2 separate regions of the Zea mays genome follow, and region 1 is linked to region 2. Evidence: chromatin contacts called from public Hi-C data. All regions are on one chromosome and are shown on one strand. Each heading gives the region's core, a stretch centred on a gene start, on an enhancer-like site or on the middle of the called end of the contact. The rest is flanking DNA. Distances are from core to core; before and after follow the strand shown.

Evidence for each region. A called contact is a pair of places that touch in the nucleus more often than the background predicts.
Region 1: a Hi-C map of root tip shows a contact between it and region 2, with 8 times the contacts expected there. The contact joins the promoter of LOC100192639 here to the promoter of LOC100192480 in region 2. A contact is called at or near these places in 4 of 25 Hi-C or Micro-C datasets (ear, endosperm, root tip and 1 more).

What each region holds. Positions count from the first base shown.
Region 1 is chr7:137,409,755-137,412,454 of Zm-B73-REFERENCE-NAM-5.0, reverse strand. It overlaps LOC100192639, which reads right to left and starts at 1,425. Exons shown (of 12, transcript NM_001137853.1): 1 at 1,246-1,425; 2 at 1,063-1,124; 3 at 643-711; 4 at 420-501; 5 at 1-16. The coding sequence starts at 1,300. LOC100281751 reads left to right here and starts at 1,581. Exons shown (of 6, transcript NM_001154671.1): 1 at 1,581-2,221. The coding sequence starts at 1,823.
Region 2 is chr7:136,988,966-136,991,802 of Zm-B73-REFERENCE-NAM-5.0, reverse strand. LOC100192480 reads right to left here and starts at 1,387. Exons shown (of 21, transcript NM_001137700.2): 1 at 1,067-1,387.

The sequences.
Region 1 (2,700 bases), core at 176-2,675, 420 kb before region 2:
TAGGATGATAAACTGCCTGAGAAGGAACAAGCAAATAACTGGTAAAATAATATAAAACCCGAATACACCAATAGCATTTACCCACTTTATAGTAAACTCTACAAGCTAAGAATCAACATGTATGCAATTCCATAATAATCGGGCATCATCTATCACTCATTGCTAACTTCAGCACTGAACATGATTTCAAGAGTTTTTAGCAGAACTACTATGCGGGTGATCTCCTTTCAGATGTAGATGGTTTAGAAGTGTACATAAGCTTGCAGGGGCTTAAGGAACTGTTTATTTAATCTTCTGTGAGCACGAACATCCATAGAAGAACTATCTGAACTGAAGCTAAAGATTTGCATGAAATGGTAATTTGTACACATTAAGTGCATCATGCAAACAGAACGAGTACACAGTGAAACGATACAGACCTCCCGAGTCAGATTTGCCATTCAGTATGGTAATGGGCTTTGACAATGTCAAATCTCTGACTTCTTGCGCTAAATTCCGAATCTAATATCAAGCACGAGCATGCAAAGTTAAGTAGAAATGAATAATTTTACCGAGATGGAAAGAAGCAAGAGAAACTTCTAAGCAGATGCTGACACTGAGATAGTGAGATGTAAGATGTATTCCATATGAGGAAGAGCATACCTGAGCTTGAATAAGTGCAATGTCATAGGGACCCGAAGAAGTTCCTTGATTTACACCCTTCATAATCTCCTAGAAACACAAAAGGTACATCATTGCCTTAAATAAACATTTACTAGGAAGTTTCAGAGCATACCATCAAAATCTGTATGATATGTATCAGGAATCACTAACTAGTGAAGCATAAGTTATGGTACGCAAAACTTCCGAGTGCCAATTGGGCGTTGATGTAATTTTATCACATGGTGTTAATCACATCCACATATAGACAGAATCAACGCTTCTAGTACCCCATCGCCAAGTCATTCAAAAAATATCAGGTATCAGCTATCTGACAACGCTCAACTATCCAAACCGTATGAAAGTGCGTGTAATCAAAATGAACATATTTTTTTCGGGGTTGGGTGTGGGGGGTATACCGACCTGGAGTTCTCCCAACACATCAGATAAGCGGCCATTCCGCAGCAGGATCGAGCCCGTCATCCCTGCGAGGACACCATTTCACCACGTAAGGTGTCGAAACAACAGCCGATTGGGGAAAATAGCATCAAATCCGAGAGAGATTTGATGGGGGCGAGAGGTCGATGGCGGTGATGAGAAGAGGACCTGCACCGACGAGGATGAGGACCTTGGAGGTCGCGACCCCCGTCTGCATCGCCATGCCTCACCGCTCTCGCGCTTCACCGGCACGCCTCTGGATGATTCTAGAAGGGGCGGCGAGTAGAACGAGGAGGAGGAGGCGGTCGGATGTCGGAAGCTTCAGGAACAGGAAGGGGAAAGCTCCCGAGCAACCGAGCGAGAAGGGTGCCTGGACCCGGGACCGGGACCTGAGAATTTCGTGTGTCACAAACAAACAGGGTGAACCAGTTGTGAAATGGGACCACGTGTCAGTGAAGAGGTGAGTAGTAGTATTTGTGAGTTGTGACTCGAGAAATGCCGCTGCGGGCTGCGGCCTAGCCACAGCCACGTCAGCAATGTCGAAAGTCGAAACCAACCCCACTCCACGTCTCCCCCAGGAGAAGCGACCATTCAAAGCCGCCGGGAGCTCGGCGTCACCGCCGCGAGCTCGACACCTCGACACCTCGTGCCGCCGCAGCGCTTGCTTTCGTCCCCCTTACGCCACTCCCACTTGGCCACTTCAGCCACCATCTCCCTGAAGCTAGTGGCTAACCTCCTCACCGCCATGGGCACCCCTCTCCTCATCCCCCTTCTCGTCACCCTCCAGCTGTTCACTACCTCCTCCCCCGCGGTCGCGTCGTCACACATCTCCGCCATCATCTCGCAGTCGGGCCTCGACTTCGCCAAGGACCTGCTCGTATCCCATGCCGTTGCGACCCTCACGCCCATGAACGTGCCGGACATCGAGAGGACCATGAGCATACCCCTCGTGGGCACCGTCCGCATGGCCGCATCCGGGATTGTGCTCCACGGCCTCGCCGTCACCAACTCCACCGTCGCTGTGGGGGACGCGGGTGTTGTCGTGGCCGCCTCGTTGGCCAGCGCGAACCTCACCATGGAGTGGAACTACTCGTATGACGCCTGGATTGTGACCATATCCGACAGCGGGAATGCTTCGGTCCAGGTATAAATGAGGGGAACATATACTGTGCAGTCATATTAGTGCAACCGTGCAATTAAGCAATGATGCATCGATCCAATCAAAATCCAACTATGATTGCTATTTTAGGTGGAACATGGTTAGATGCAAAACAGTCCTGTTTGGTTGATATTCGATATTCCATCAGTTATGTTCCCCAAGGCGTGGCTTGCTGATTGGTGGCTGTTAATTGAATCATAAGATACTGCCCGTTTTTTTAATATACTGAGTAGGAGATATACGCATCTTTTATGCTATTAAGTATAGACTGATCGCGCGACACTTGAATTTTGGAATATCTATTTTCTGTCAGATGTCAGAAGTAGAATCAATTATCTTAGAAGTGGGTGCTAATTCACACCTATTACTATATTTAAAATGGGATTAATATAAACACTCTATTTTTCTCGAAAGCGCAAGAGAGCTGCGCGAAAATATATTAAGAAGAAGTAAAAGGTCCAAAA
Region 2 (2,837 bases), core at 138-2,637:
AAAAGTCGTCCCACATGTTTTATGTGCCATTAACTTACTGACCAAATATCTAGTAACTGTAGTGTGAAAGTGAACGTAGACTCAAATGTATTGCCTGACTCTAAAAGTGACTCATCTTACTAGAGGTTCTATTATTAATGTTAGTAGATAGAAAATAGATAGTCTTAGGCCCCGTTTGGTTTGAGGGACTAAAGATTAGTCCCTCCATTTTAGTGTCATTTAGTCCCTAAATTGTCAAACGGTGGGACTAAAACAGAGACTAAATTGTTTTAGTCTCTAGTCTCTTAAGAGGTGACTAAAAGAAATTAAATCATATTAATTTCACCTTTTGCCCCTCCTTTACTTTATTTGCACTAATGACAAGAGAATGCTAAGGGGTATTTTGGTCCTCTTATGGTTTATTTAATTCGTTTTGAATACTTTTAATCCCTACAACCAAACAGGATAGAGACTAAATTTTATTCCCCTAACTAACTTTAGTACTTGACTAAAGAAACTAAACGGGCCATTAGTTATATGACAATCCATCCAAATGTCACATTTCATCTTAAACCCTCACTTGTCATAAAAACTAAATCAGTTTCTAGCAGCAACAAGATAGCTGATCAGGATAACAAGCATGCTTATAATTAAGTGAAAAATGCCAAGGTGCAGGCTCGTTTGCTCTCCTCCAAAAGCACGGACAAATTATAGCTATTGACACGCCATGATAATAGAATCAGAAACATGAAACCATACAGTATGGTGCTTTTTTTTCATCGAACCCAAGGACCCCTTAAAAACACTCTCATATCCTCAGTCCTCTCTCTCAAATAAAAGAAAACTGAAGTCTCTTATGCCAGTTGAACATTTGATTTGGCCGAACGCGTCACGTCGCAGCTCGCATTTGTCATAGCCGGACTCAACATCCCCAAACCCCAACTTATCCGGCACCTTTAGCTTACCATCCCCCGATGACTTGAATTATAGAATCCACAGCTCCGACCGAATTTGCTGATCGGCGTCTCAATATTCTAGCAGACAAAACTACGAGGATCAAGATGGCGGACGGGGTACGCGTACGGACCGATCAGGAGTGAGCCGCTGGCCTCGGGGATGTAGTAGAACTTTCGGCGGCGCAGGATATGCCCGAGCACGAACGAGAGCACGAGCATTGATATCTGAAGCAAGATGCCGACCCCCGCCGCCTGCTCCTCCACTGTCCCCGATCCCGTGACCGAAGCAACATGAGGCGCCGCCGCCAAGGCAAGCCCCGTCGCCATTCCCACACCTTCTAGACCTCCTCCCCGGCCTTCCGACGATTCGTTCGGCCCGGTTGGCGCGATTTTCCCTCGACGCCTCCTCTCCTTCCGTTGCGGACTGGAGACTGGACACGGCCGAACGGAGAGACGAGTGGAGGGGAGACGGGATGATCATGGGTGCGTTCTCTTCTGGTCCAACGGACTTGATTTAGGACTTGGATGTGGGCCTCCACAATCAGCCTGATTGGATGGATGTACATCCATGCGCATGCTCACCATGCTAACTAGTTACTCCCTCCGTCTCAGTATATAAGGCGTAACCACCTCTGGTTCAAAGACCAAGAAATGCATTTAATTGTCTCTAGACCACTGCATCGATATACGTATGTATAGAGAGAGCACGCCTTATATTGTGGGACAAGAATAAAAAGTGGTTACGCCTTATATCTTGGGACGGAGGGAGTACTAGTTAGATACAATAATTTTGAGTTTATAAATGGATGTAGGTTTATAGCATCAAAATATGTTATTTTGTATCGACCCATGCAGGATATGACTCACATGTATAATTTATTAAGTAACCTTAGTTAGGGTTATATGTGTAAATATTTGCTTCGTTCATGAGGGGTCTCACATCTCTATATAAGGAACCTGTACACCATCTCATAATACAGAGATCAGAAAGAGGCCAGAGGCTCAACCCTATATCTTGTTTCATGTGTTTTCTCTGTCGTGCTTATGGAAAGGGAGACGGATTCTCTACAGCTTCTTACGCCTCTACTGCTGGCGAGAAGGAAGGGAGCGGATCTGGTGATCCGTGGTAACGTAGTTCTCAATACGTTATCAGCACGCTCTACCTCGACGTTACTGCGAAGCCGATCTGCACCGACTCTCCATCAAGCCGGTAGGTCCCCGGTCTAGCCGAACTGTCCTACACGACAGACTTTGTTTTCGTTCGCTGAATCAAGAAACATGGTATGAAATTTATAAATTGGATATGAAACTGTATATGAGTTTACTCTCTAACATGGTATGAAATTTATAGATTGGATATGAAGCTGTATATGAGTTTACTCTCTACTACCTCGGCTCCATGTACTAGCACTTGCATGCACCCGCATTAACAAATGGCATATGGATTTGATTGGATAAAACTCATGCAAACAATTTCTACGACAAGTGTTTCTACCCTAGAGTTCTTGAATCATAGAGAGAGAGCTCGTAGGACAAAAGCTGAGTGCTCGTGCTACAGTCCAGATCCAGTTCCCAAGGGATCGTCAACGGGATACAGTTGAGCCATCCGTGTTTCTCGCGAGATTCCTGGGCAAGCCGCATACAGTAACAGCTCGCCGCGAAAAAAAGTACCGGACCACTGTGGCTGCTAGAATGCAAATTTGCATGCATGCATGCACACGGTAATGTGCATAAAAGATGGCGCACATCTCCCTCCACCTGTTGCCATAGCGAAAAAAAGCCATGCATAGCGGCGTCCTTCTCTTTCCGTTGAAGGAGCTGCATGCTCGGATGGGGCAGTGGAACCTGCATAGGCCAGAAGCCACATGCACCAGTGCTCCAGTAGGAGCGGCTGAGAAAAAA